3 separate regions of the Mus musculus genome follow, and regions 2 and 3 are each linked to region 1. The links are chromatin contacts, called in public HiChIP or PLAC-seq maps. All regions are on one chromosome and are shown on one strand. Each heading gives the region's core, a stretch centred on a gene start, on an enhancer-like site or on the middle of the called end of the contact. The rest is flanking DNA. Distances are from core to core; before and after follow the strand shown. Region 1 overlaps Gm14064 (a long non-coding RNA gene). Region 2 overlaps Jag1 (jagged 1). Region 3 overlaps Slx4ip (SLX4 interacting protein).

Evidence for each region. HiChIP or PLAC-seq counts read pairs in DNA pulled down with a chosen protein or histone mark.
Region 2: an H3K4me3 HiChIP or PLAC-seq map of embryonic midbrain shows a contact between it and region 1, with 5 times the contacts expected there. The contact joins two enhancer-like sites. A contact is called at or near these places in 9 of 115 datasets of contacts at active chromatin or transcription factors (embryonic basal ganglia, embryonic fibroblasts, embryonic forebrain and 5 more) and 1 of 9 other capture datasets (embryonic stem cells).
Region 3: a contact with region 1 is called in an H3K4me3 HiChIP or PLAC-seq map of embryonic midbrain, with 4 times the contacts expected there. The contact joins two enhancer-like sites. A contact is called at or near these places in 2 of 115 datasets of contacts at active chromatin or transcription factors (embryonic midbrain and forebrain).

What each region holds. Positions count from the first base shown.
Region 1 is chr2:137,703,642-137,707,574 of GRCm38.p6, reverse strand. The region is part of intron 5 of Gm14064 (a long non-coding RNA gene); the gene reads right to left. Among named protein-coding and RNA genes, the nearest start is that of Gm14064, 42 kb to the right of the region's middle. Within about 2 kb of position 1,339, at least 55 of the 459 cell types and tissues checked have an H3K27ac peak or open chromatin away from gene starts, as enhancers often do.
Region 2 is chr2:137,096,785-137,101,066 of GRCm38.p6, reverse strand. Jag1 (jagged 1) reads left to right here. Exons shown (of 26, transcript NM_013822.5): 5 at 951-1,011. Among named protein-coding and RNA genes, the nearest start is that of Jag1, 18 kb to the left of the region's middle. Within about 2 kb of position 1,901, at least 62 of the 459 cell types and tissues checked have an H3K27ac peak or open chromatin away from gene starts, as enhancers often do.
Region 3 is chr2:136,911,859-136,916,207 of GRCm38.p6, reverse strand. The region is part of intron 2 of Slx4ip (SLX4 interacting protein); the gene reads right to left. Among named protein-coding and RNA genes, the nearest start is that of Slx4ip, 22 kb to the right of the region's middle. Within about 2 kb of position 1,652, at least 42 of the 459 cell types and tissues checked have an H3K27ac peak or open chromatin away from gene starts, as enhancers often do.

The DNA.
Region 1 (3,933 bases), core at 90-2,589:
GAAAGGGAAATAAGCATGATGAACCAGCCCAAAAGGAAATTTACCAAAAAAAAAAAAAAAAAAAGCTGGCTCCTGCCTCTTCCAGCCCTCAGCTAGGGACAAGGTTCCTTCACAGAGTCCCCTTGTGACTTGGGACACATTTCTTAGCTTTCCTGACCTCTTTGTTTTGAAGATGAAGCAGTCTTCCGTCTCTATCCTTCTCCAGGACCTTACCAAACATATACTGAAAGTCTTTTGTTTTATCACCAAAAGCTTTGCCCACTTATCACATTAAGGAATGCCTTCTAGGGTGGGAAAGCATTCATTCTTCCCCAGAGAGACTGTCCATGCTGCATAGCTCATTGCAACTATGCTAAATATTCTCTCAGTTGGTTGAAAAAATATAAGCAGTATCAGATGAACCTACAGAAGGCCAGGCATGTGTTTTCACAATACTAGACTTCTAATGAAATTCAAATCGCCAGATTCTTTAACTTTCCTAAACACTATCTCTGCCCAGAGGGTGTACTCTGTGAAGACTCTGTTGGTGACAGCAGCTGGCTGTTTCGGACAGAAGGTGGCTGGATTCTGCAATGCAAAAGCGAGGATCTGAGAATCCAGTGGGTGGATGACCAAATGCTCCTGGGACAATGGCTTATGGCTTTTCTCAGTGGCTCACACCGTGAAAGGAAACCTCTAGCATTTCATAGGATAAGAGGGCATCATAATTAGAGTCACTAAAATAGCTGCGAGGCTGAGCTGCCGATTTGGAAGATGGTGCCCATTCAGAGTGAAAGGGAAGTAAAAGACACTAGGAGGTGGGGGGGAAGGGGACAGAGGCAGTTTCCTTGAAAGACCTGAAAGTGAGCAGCAGGAAAGATGAAAGGATAGGGGTTACACACAATAGCATATTCTTCTCCACAGCACCTAATTCTCCAGCTCAGTATTCATCACTGTCGGGCTCTGTGGAGCATTCAATGGGGGCTTTATGTTGAGCCTCATTATCCACTCAAAGATAGGGGGCACACCATGCAAATGAAGCCAAGCCTACAGATAGGCTGTTAAAATACTGCAATTTGTCAGCATTTAGATAAACAAATGAAGGTCATTCTGTGTGTGGGAGGTGGACCCCCGGGAGCTTTCTGGGTATTTTGACACTTATTGTGAGAAATATCTTAAATGTCCCCAAAGTGGCTCCCTCCTTATCATTTAAAGAGAGGATAAAGAGTTGCTAATTTGCTTATAAGTAAGATAACTGGGAGACTGGAAGAATCTCTGCTTTCATCCTTTCGTCTTTATTCCGCTGATTAATGTCCTCATTAGGCTCAAGCTGCCAGGCTGGCTGTTGCTCACACCGCCTCTAGAGGAGACACCTTTTAAGCCTTTTAATCCATTTGTAGAGGAAAGCTCATGCCCACGCACAAGAATGTGTGTGTGTGTGTGCGCGTGTGTGTGTGCGCTGCAACAGCAGCAGCAGCAGCAGCACTAGCAGCTAGTGATCATTTTAGTGAGTTTTATGTCTAGCCATAAGAGTGTGAAAACATTATTCTCAGTCCACGAAGAAACAAGATTTTAAAGCTCCTGTTTTTGAATTATTGCTTTCATTTTTGCAATAACTTTTGGGGTGTTAATTAAAGAGAAACTAAAATTACCCACGTTAATTGTTCTGCACTTGCAGGCTTCATCCCTTCTGTCTGAGGAGGGGGTGACAGGAGCACATGTTAAAGAAAATCTGCGAAGAGGCCAACAAAGCCGCCTTTGGTGATCTAGTCTATTCTCTGGTTTCTTAAAAGACGTTTAATGATGCTCTGGTGACAGTACCTTAGAAATCAGATCGAATCAATTGTAGCACAATTTCAAAAGCGAGATTATGGGACAATGGGTTCCCATCCCTCCCAGAGCAAGCATGGCCACAAGGCCGCCTGTCTAAGCTTATCCACAGCTGTTGCCCAACCTAAAGCTGTGGGGCACATCTCTACCCTGCCCCAACCAGGAGCCAACCCCTGGTGGCTTGAGCTCCCATCAATCTCCATTTATTCCACAAAGCAAGTATCACTAAAGTCTCATTTGTGATTCTTTGCCACTCGGGCCTCCACACAAACTTTTCTTTGTAAGAGAATGATGTGGAGTTAATTAAGTGTGGTAACTTATATGTAAGGCGCCATTGAGAGCAGAGATGTGGTGCAGATGCGGTGTGAAATGATGGCGAATTACTCTTGTGAAGAACACAAATCGGGGTGAGTGACCATTATTTAGGACCAAAAGAAGTTACTGGGCACTCAATTATCACCCCTTTTGTTAGCACAACGCACCAGATGGTTACAACACTGAAGAGTTTTCTATTATCCTAACATTTTCTTAGACTGTCTTTTCTTCTTCTCCAATTTGCCATAAGATGATTACCTTCTTATGGGGAGTTGATTGTTGGGAAAGATGCTGGGGGTCGTGCACAGATTCCGTGGGGAGCGGCAGGAAAGGGTATGCCTTGAGCAGGAGAGCTGTTGATAGGCTGTCTCTATAACTCTAGCCACACTCCTTCTGCCTGGATCTGCCAGTCCCTCTCTGCCCCCAAATCCAGAGGACACAGTATTCGAATGTGACCGGCTGCTCTGCCTTCTGTCAAGGCATTTCCAGCCAAGTGAGCAGTTTTTTTTTCCTTTCTTTCTTTCTTTTTCTTTTTTCTTTTCTTCCTTTAAGGAGCAGAGAGGTCTCAGTAAAATTAATTCCCACTCATTGGCAGCACTGAGGCGTCAGGTGAGGACAAAAGCAGACGAGCTTTTGAATACAGAGCTAGTCATTAACTCAGAGCACCCAACTCTATCATCCACTCACCCCTTCCTGGCTCCAGAGAGTGAAGGAAAAAATAACAATCCACAGTAAATAAATAAATAGAACTCCCCACCGTGGAAACCCATGAGGCAGCAAATCCGGACTTGGGACTCCCAGAATTGGAGGCGACTGACATGATCTTACGTTCTTCCCACCCTCAAAATCTTTCTTTTCAAAGGAAGAGACACTGGGGATATGGCAAAAGCCATGTTACTGCCTTGTTTATTGGTGAATCACTGTTTTTTTTGGGGGGGGCACATGAAAAAGATTTACTAGAGAAGATCAAGCAGTTCTAAAAATTCCAAATTAGTGGACTCTATAACTCATAGGAAGATGAGACAGCTGCTTCTGACCATGGTTCTGCCCTGGGTCCCATCTTTCTTCCCACCTCTTTAAAGATGGCCTGTCCCTTAGTGAGATTATAATATGCAGCAATTTTCAGACTTCATGCTCAGCCAGCCAGAGACCCTTTACCCTCTCCACCCTGTTGTTATGGTTGCCTCTGTTTGCTAAACACAGTGATGGGCTGCAAGCACTGATGCCTCTGTGACTTCCCTGTTCGAGACAAAGCCAACCCTGGTGGTGTCTGCTGGAAACCTTATCGTGTGGCTTTCAAGGCTGGCACCCACATCCTACTTTGGGGTTAGCCAAATAAAATTATATTTTGGTTTAGTACGGCTAGCTCTGAGGAAATGATGGGTATGATCTCTGGTTCAGAGTTTATGTTTATTTAAACTGTGGACACCATGAGACACACGTCCATTTTCCATAACTGAACAAAAAGCTTCCCCTTCCTACCCACTCCCCAACAGCTTCCAAAAGGAAACTGTCTCTCACATCCTCCTGAGTGAGTTCTTATTTAAGGCTACAGATGCCATAGTATTACTGGGTCGAGCAAAGGCAAATCCAAATGATGCCAAATTATAACGTAAAAAGTAGACACTAAACACCAAAAGATATTTATTACACACAAACACATAAAGCCACAAACATGCATTGCAGAGATCTAGTTTCAACCTTGACTTTCCTGTAATAAATGAAACAGGCTGTACTAGCAAAATGAATAATCAAGTGGTGATAATGTCTGGTTTGCTTAGATTGCATCAGAAACAGACCTTTTCCTCT
Region 2 (4,282 bases), core at 652-3,151, 610 kb after region 1:
TCCTCCTCAGACTGCTTCTGAGAAGAGCCTGATGCCAAACAGGACCAGGCCAAGCCAGTGGTGTTTGAACAGACAGTGCTATGGGCAATGACTGTCACTGAGCTCACATGTCACTGCAGCACGTTTCACTGGGCATCTTTGAGGTTGCGGCATTAAAGGAGGCGGGGGAAGTAGGTGGTAACCTTGGGAGTCCCTTACTGTCTTTTGCCCCTTATACTAGAATTAAATAATTCTAATTCCTAGCAATAGAGTTGGAGGTCACAGCACAACAGATGCTATGCCCTCACGGACATATAATATACCTTGGTGGTCTTGGAAAATCATTAGATAAACTCCTTCTTTTAGCTTTAAATTGTGTGGAATGATGCAGGAGAGGATATTTGGTCTCTGAGGAAGTAGTCCTGTCTCCTGGTATCTGGCGACAGTAGTTTGCTTAAACTGGAATTGATGACAGAAGGAATTGCTCAATATTTTAAAATTCAGTAGCAATTACTGAGGTTCTGTGTTCTTTTTTAAGTGTCCACTTGATTTCTTTCTTTCTGTGAGCAAGTATAGAACAGCTTGTAAGCTTACTTGTCTGCAAGATCAGCTTGCCTGGTTTTTTAGCTCCATGGGATTGTTGAAACCAGGCATTTAGTGGGAGGCTCACCTGAAAATACCATGCTAGGACCATGTTGGGGCAGGGAAGGCAAATGAATGAATGAATATCTTCATTTTTCCTCTTGATGAGGGGGGAACTAGGCCCTGACAGGGCTCAAGGAATAAGCATGTTGAGGAACCCCCTAATCATTTGTCCCCAAACAATGTTGTGACTTGAGGTTCTACTAACATGGCCTTGGAGTTTGAACCTGGATTTATTGGGCCCCCAATTCTATGTACTAGACCATTTACATAACTGTGGCCCGAAAGGCATAGACAGCGCTAATGTAACTTTCCGATTTTTTTTCCAGCTATCTGCCGACAGGGCTGCAGTCCCAAGCATGGGTCTTGTAAACTTCCAGGTGACTGCAGGTAAATGACCAACTAATTGAACTCTAGTAATCAATCACTTTCTCCCCTCCCCACCCCACCCCTGCCCTTTCTCTCCCTTTCTCTTTGATGCAAGACAGAAAAACTGACTTCCTTATGAATGTGCCTCGTTATTTTCTTTGGAGGATGAAAAAATTAGGGGAAAACACAAAACAAAACAAGCACATGAGAAGCATAATGAATCATACCAGCTGTTTGGTGGAATGCACCCTTCTTCATTGGTGCTGGCGGGTGGGTTTAGTCAAAACCCCAAACCAAAATCCTTAATGGGCATAGCTGGCATCTTTGTGTATTAACTGTTCTGTAAATTGGTAAGACCTATTTGTAATCTTCCTTAAGTGCTAATGTACTGGACTGGGACGAAGCTTTGTTTCCCCTGTCTCCTCCTCCACCCTGGCTTTTCCTCTGGCACCCTCCCCCACTTTTCCCATCAATAGGCAAAAGTCCAGCATTCTTTAGAATGGGATTAGTACAATCTCCTGGCCCCTTTGCAGTGGGAGCTGCGCTGTTGCTGGAGGTTAATGGCTGTGCTGGAATCTGCTCGGTGGAGCCTGATGAATGTAGACTTTGCTGCTGGCCTTTGAAGTCTGCTCTTTATGGTCCAGGGACAATACTGAAACCAAACGGAAACCTACCCAGCCTGTTTCCCCTTCCGATGCCGGTTTTGGGGGCTTTTTGAAATGTACATTATGCCAATTTGGAAAAAGACTTGTTTCAGGAAATACCTTTGGGGTCTGTGGCATTTTTGACTGGTCTCAGGCTTTATTCTCCCTGAAGCCTTTCAGAATTAGCAAATTTGATGAGACACTAAGTGGACCCTCTTCAAGTCCTGTCACCTTTGCTCTGAAAGGCTGCACTGACTTGAGCCAAAGACAGTTTTGAAACAGTCTAAAGGCACAAACCCATAGAAGGAGGTGCCTGGTGCCCTTACTAAAACAAAACAAAACAAAAAAACAGTTTTTGGTCACCAAACTGTAGAATTTACAGAGAATTGTTAGAAGTGCAGGTTCCCAGTTCCCACAACTGGCACAGATTTCCCAGGCCTTGGTTGGGCCTAGGAGTCTGTATTTGACAACTTTGCTCAGTGATTTATCCCTCAGCAAACACGCGGGCTACTGCTTTAACCAGCCACCCATAGGTTTAACCTTGATGACTCTTAGCCCCACCCTGAGTTCTCTTCCCCAACCATGGGAGTGCAAACTTGATGCTTAAGAGATCCAAGGCAGCGGGAGTAAACTAAGAACAGGTTGTCCTGGAATTGTTTCTTCCTGCTTTTGAAAGTTGATTTCCAGGAAGCCTGAATAGGATTTGCCCACTAAGGAACGGGCCTGGTCACAGCTGACCCGGCATCCAACAGCATCTTTGTCAGAGGTGGAGCAGAAACCTACCTTCAATGACTCTGCTAATTAAGGCTGTTCTGGAGAAAGTAAGAGCGCTAGTTATTCTCCAGCCTCTGAGCCTGCTCCCTGCTCCGATAGCATCAGCGAGATGTGTGCTACTGTCATCAGAATAAACACCCTGCTGGGCAGGGGAGGGCCCTCCTAGCCAGAACAACAGGCTTTGTTTCCAGAATTGAGCCCTTTCTCTTTCGAAGTCTCACCTCCCACTCCCTGCCCAGACATGCACCAGTGCTCTTATTTACTTAAGGTGCAACTTTCCCACACGCCATTTGCATAGTCTCCCAGCCCAGTTCCTTCTCTCTGCCTTGAAAGAAAATCAAAACAGAACCTTCCAGCTAAGGAAGTTCAGGTTGAGTCCTGCTCCCGAAATAGTTGCATTACAAGTTACCTGTAAGTTGTCTTTTGGGTTATGTATTACATGAGCTTTGTTGTTGTTGTTGTTGTTGTTGTTGACTCACCCACAGGAGAAAACTTCACTGATTTTGTTGGTCTCAGGTGGACTTGGGTTGTCCCTTACTGGGTGTACAGACTGGTTTCGTGCCAGCCTGACAATAATATCAAACTTAATTATGAATCATCATCTCCAGAACGTCAGCTTCTCATGGGGCTGCTAATCATCTATCATTACCCCGGGATAACGTGGTAGATGCCTCTGTTAGGGTCAGGATTTTTATTTGTTCTTGTTTGAAGTCATCCATGGCCTCCTATGGTTGCTTTTTTAGGCTTGGGCATTGAGCCTTCATTAATTAGGAGGTTGGTTGGGTCCTCAGCCGTCCGGCTTGGTTTTATTAGGCAAACTGAAGACGTGTAGTGACGCTTCACTTGGGACAACGCGGGAGGACAGAGGATTGTGGTCCCATCAGTTACCTCATGTCTTCTAAGCTAAGAATATTGATCTGACAGAATGGCTTCCCACCCTCCTACCTCCCACTGACTTGGGTGTCTGCCTCTGAAGAGAATGGTTCCCATCTAGTGGCATACTCTGTCCTTAGATCAGTCTTTTCAATAGTCATTTGTCATTTAAACTGATGGTCTAGTTTAGAGATGCCAGACTCCTGTGTCTGATTAACTTTTAAGCCCCACATTCTAGTGGTTGTCTGTCGGTGTTTGGGTGTAGATAGAGGTTAGGAAGTAGTCAGGATTCTCAAGGGTTCAGTGGCTTCTCAGCCTGGGTGATTAGCTAATAGCTAGATTTCTATAATTTTCCCATGACCAGGATTTGCTCCTTTGCCTCCAGCTCTCTGGAACTGAAAGCAAAGTTCCTCCCCTCCCCCTCCGCCCCCGCCCCCCGCTCCCCGCCCCCCAAGAGTCACAGCAGAGAAGTTCACAGGGCTTTGGATCTGATCCTGCATTTCCCTAGGCCCTGCTCTGGGCTGATTCTGCAGGCCCAACATCTGCTCCATCTTCACTCTGTTATCAGCATGCCGGTGGGTGGCTGGGCCCTGCCTTTCCAAGAGGGCCCTTTGTTAAAGCTTGATTTTGAGAGGGAGGTTCAAATTGCAGAGGGCTTGAAACTAACTTAAGGGGAAAGTGGTTTTGAGACCTTGCCCTGTCCCACCCCAGGTGAAGGTTCATGTTTGTGGTTTTGTTTGGGCATCAGACATTCCATCTGACCTCAAAAGAAGTCTTGAACTCTTAGAAAGGAGACCCAGCTCCCTCAAAGCTAGACAAATCAAGCTTGGCCCCTCTCTTCTGACCCCCCCCCTCTTTTTTTCTAAAGTGAAAAATAACTATAAATCAGCATGCCTGGCTTGGGTAATGGGTCATAAATTATATATGAATTGGTTCCCAGTGTTGCCGTTCCCCGTTCCCCTCTCTCCTTCCTACAGAGATTGGTTTAGAGATCCAGGGCT
Region 3 (4,349 bases), core at 403-2,902, 790 kb after region 1:
TGTAAGGTGAGGTACAGTAGTGTGGGTCTATAACCACAGCTCTTTCAAAGCAAGACAGGAGACACAGAGAGAGAGAGAGAGACAGAGAGACAGAGAGAGACAGAGAGAGACAGAGAGACAGAGAGAGACAGAGAGACAGAGAGACAGAGAGAGACACAAAAGAACTGCTGAAATTCAGTCTAGCTAGTCTGGCACATGCAGGGGGGAACTAGAAACACAGTCACAAAGTGGAAGATAAGGACCAAACCCCAAGGCTGTCCCCTCTGATCTCCAACTAGTGCACATGCATGTGCATACACACACAGAAATAAATTAATTTCAAGACATGCTATAAAATAACCTACAGAAGCAGGCACAAATGACAAAAAATTTATAGAAATGACATCATGAACAAGATGCCAATACTAGTACATAACAGAACAACAATATGAACTAACCAGTAACCCCCCCCCCCGCCCCAGCTGGTGTCTCTAGCTGCATATGTATCAGAAGATTGCCTAGTTGGCCATCATTGGAAAGAGAGGCCCATGGGTCTTGCAAACTTTATATGCCCCAGTACAGGGAAACGTCAGGGCCAAGAAGTGGGAGTGGGGGAGGAGGGTATGGGGGACTTTTGGGATAGCATTGGAAATGTAAATGAAGAAAATACATAATTAAAAAATTAAAAAATAAAAAAATAAAACAGATAATAGATTTTTCAAGTAATGAAAACTGGGGTGCTTGACCTGCTATCTGCTTTACCAGAATCTTCATGATGTCATACTTTTGTGAAGCACACAGTAGAGCATTCTTTTCTAATGTCACACAAATATCGCATGTAGGTATATGCACATGTGTGAGTACAAAGGGTTGTCAAATAACTATATAAATAACAAATAGCAGCCAAATGACAAAGAAGTCTTAAGATCAAAGTACTGTCACATGCTACTCACATGTGACAGAATGACACATGCAGAAGCCTAATTTCCTGTATTACTTAATGGCTATGTTCTGTAAGGTACTCCAGGAGAAATATCTAAGAGAGTAAGTAAGCACTATGCATATTTAGACTGTATGGGTAATGAGGACATGGCTGCACACTTAAGACAGTGCCACAGAATTCTCAGGAACTGTGAACTACAGGGATACACAATACCCACCTCACCCCTAACTTCCTTAACCAAATATCCCCAAACTGGCATTGACTAGAACAATGAGAAGAAGAGAGGAGGAAGAGCACTAACCAGGACAACATGTGTCAGTCCCCCTCGGCCCCTTCTAACGTTTACTGTTAGGATAGGCCTGGGCCCACAAGGCTTTCCAAAGACAAGGGGATTCTTCCTCCTAGCACAGCAGTTCTAGATTCTTGACCCTAGAACAAAGCACCCAGCAGATAGCCTCTGCCAGTCTCAGAATAATTTCTCAAGGCCACTCTGGATAGTTCTGGTAGTTGTGATTGTTTTCACTGTAGTGTCCAGTGTGGTGTATCCTAGTAAGTATGTTGGGATGGAAGCAAGAGAAATACACGTGTGTATAACAGACTCTGGAGTACCTATATACACAACCAATGGGCAAGCAGACCAGAATTTAAGGTTCCGTGATAATCTGAGACTGAGCCATCCATTTTAACAGCAATTCAGTCGGCCTGCTTTCTTGGATCACAGTATCTAGAGAAGTTACCTTAGGAAACATAGAACAATGATGCCCTCTACAGCCTTTAGAGAGAATCCATACAGTTGGTGAAGGATCCTGAGTCTACCTTTCTAGTAAAGATTGTTTTAACACTAGAAGATAAAATAAAACACATACTTTGCATGTGCATCAGGAAAAACAAAATCATTATAAGAAAATAGTGTTACAGTTTAATGTTGAATGACATAGAAGTGAACTCTACATGTTGTCATTCTGTTATCTGTTTAAGAAGAATTAATTGGCTAACTGTTGGTGTGCTGTGGAAGTAGCTCAGAGGGTAAAATGCAAGCATGAGAATCTAACTTTGATCCAGAGAACTCACAAAGAAAAATTGAGAACATCTTTAATCTCCCCACTGTGGAGGCAGAGACCAGTGGATCCCTAGGACCTGCAGACCAGCCAGTCAAACCTGTTTGCTGAGTTCCAGGCCACTAAGACACCCTGTCTCAAAAGGTACAGGTGGATGCTAAGGAATGACACCCCAGGTTGGCCTCTGGCTACACATATGTGAACATGTGTACAATCAAGTACACACACATACAGCATGCATAAACAATTACAAATAAACAGAAGCTGCTTGTAAAAGAATTATTTTAAAAGTCACTAGGAACACCTATGGCAGAAATAGAGAAAGACAGAACTTTTAAGTAAAGGATATACCACAAATTGAAGATTACACATTACCTGTCCAGAAAAAGAAGTTATGAGGAAAAAACACAGAAGGAGTGGTACTGGTCACCTCGGTAATATCCTAGAGTATTCAGGTCCCGTGACATAAAAGAAACAGAGGAGAAGTCCTTCTCGGGGGTGTTCTAGGACAATGTGTGCAATGTGTGACAATAAGATGCACCTACTGGGCACTGAACATAAAGTAAGTATAATTAGCATAGGAATATTTGGTTTCTATATCAAAGAAAACAAGACTCATTCATCAGGCAAACCTGGAGCAGTCTGGCAAGTAGAAGAAAACATGAAACATTTTTCAGTTATAAAAAAAGGAAACAAAAACAGGTTTTATTCCAAGGAAACAGACTGTGACAGGGAGGCCTGAGAACTGACAGAGAACACTTGGTAAAAGAAGCTTTATTTCAAAACAAATACATCCTCTTGCTGCAAAGCCATCAATACCCACAGCAACTCTCCTATGGTGTAAGAAGGTACCCCAAACCTCCACAGCCATGATAGTTTGAGCTGGGTAATGTCAGAAAGCTGCTAGCAGTTTTGTTCCAGTTCCATCAAGTAAGCAGCACACACCTAGCTGCACACATTTCCCAATCTGGCAATGCAGCAACAGCAGTCTGCACACTCGGAGCACATTGCCAGCCACGGCACTACAGCCCAAAGCCTTCAAAAGAACAGAGCTCTCAAAAGAAACAGCTGAAGAGGTTGGGAAAGTGGTGAGTTTAAGACTCAGGAGAAGGAATACACTTATCCTTCTTAGGCTTTCAAAGTTAGGCAAAGACAAATATTGGAAAAGTGTTCTCAGGGATACAGGTCGCTCTCCTCTCAGCTGTATTTCTTATAAATACCAGGATTACTTGAAGTGCCTTTAATTGTTCTTTTGGAGCGCTTCACTTCAATCTTTCTTAACATCCAGAAGGTCAGTAAGTAGAACTCACCCTATATGGAAATACCTGCTGCAATCTTGTTTTCAATGCTTCATACCAGATCAATGCATCAACTTTCAAATAAGCAATGGTGACACAGTCAGTGGCGCATTCCCCTTTAGGTACACCAAAAACCTAGGACACAGGCTGTAAGTGATTCACAGAGGGAAGCTAGCAAGACAAAAGCCTGACAGCCAATCTCTATTCAGCTGTCTCTTTCTCTAGAAATGCAATGCATTGCTCTTCCCATTCGCTTTTACTATAACAAGGAAATCACATCAATATTTGAGCATATTTAACTTTTTCTGGTGTTCTACAAATGCAAAGACTGATGAAATGTTAGCTGAAATGTAGATCTCAGTATAAAACTAAAATTGCTACCAGGAGAAAGAAAAAGCATAAATAATAAAGATATAAAGAAAAATTTAAAATATAGTAAACTCATTTCCTTTTTATGCATTAATAAACATTTACACCTATTATATTTCAACTTTAGAAAACAACTCAGGCTTTTTACACCAGTACTTCCCCACAGACCCCAAAGAAAAAGTGGACAGTATGGACCAGCAAAAGGAGATGCTGTCAGCCTTCTACAGTGGTGGGAAGGGGCAAAGGGTCACTGCACATTCCCTGTAGAAGACAAAGCCAGATCCACATTCCAGGGAAATTTGGCTGGTCCAAGTTTTCCTTAAATACAGATTGGCCTGCCTGTCACTAAGCCAGGCTCTGTAATCTTCCCAGGCTGCCATTGCTAGGGAAGCCAGGAATCCCTTCTAATTAATCAACTCTCACAACAAAAATTTTCCCACCCACGAAACAGTAAGTGGTTGGGAGGGGAAGTGGGAAAGCAGTCTTCGTGGCCAAAAGAATCGTAGACTTTGCTGTAATACCGAACTAATCCAAGAAAACAGATGCAGGAAGCAGAGGAAATGATCTAGAGACAGACAATGAGCTTGGGGGCTTTCACTGTACTGCTCTTCTGGAGCCCAAGTTAAACATGTTAAATCTTAAAATGTAATTACTGGGAATGAAGCCTGGCAACATTTTACTCTTCTTAAAGCCAGGAATGGG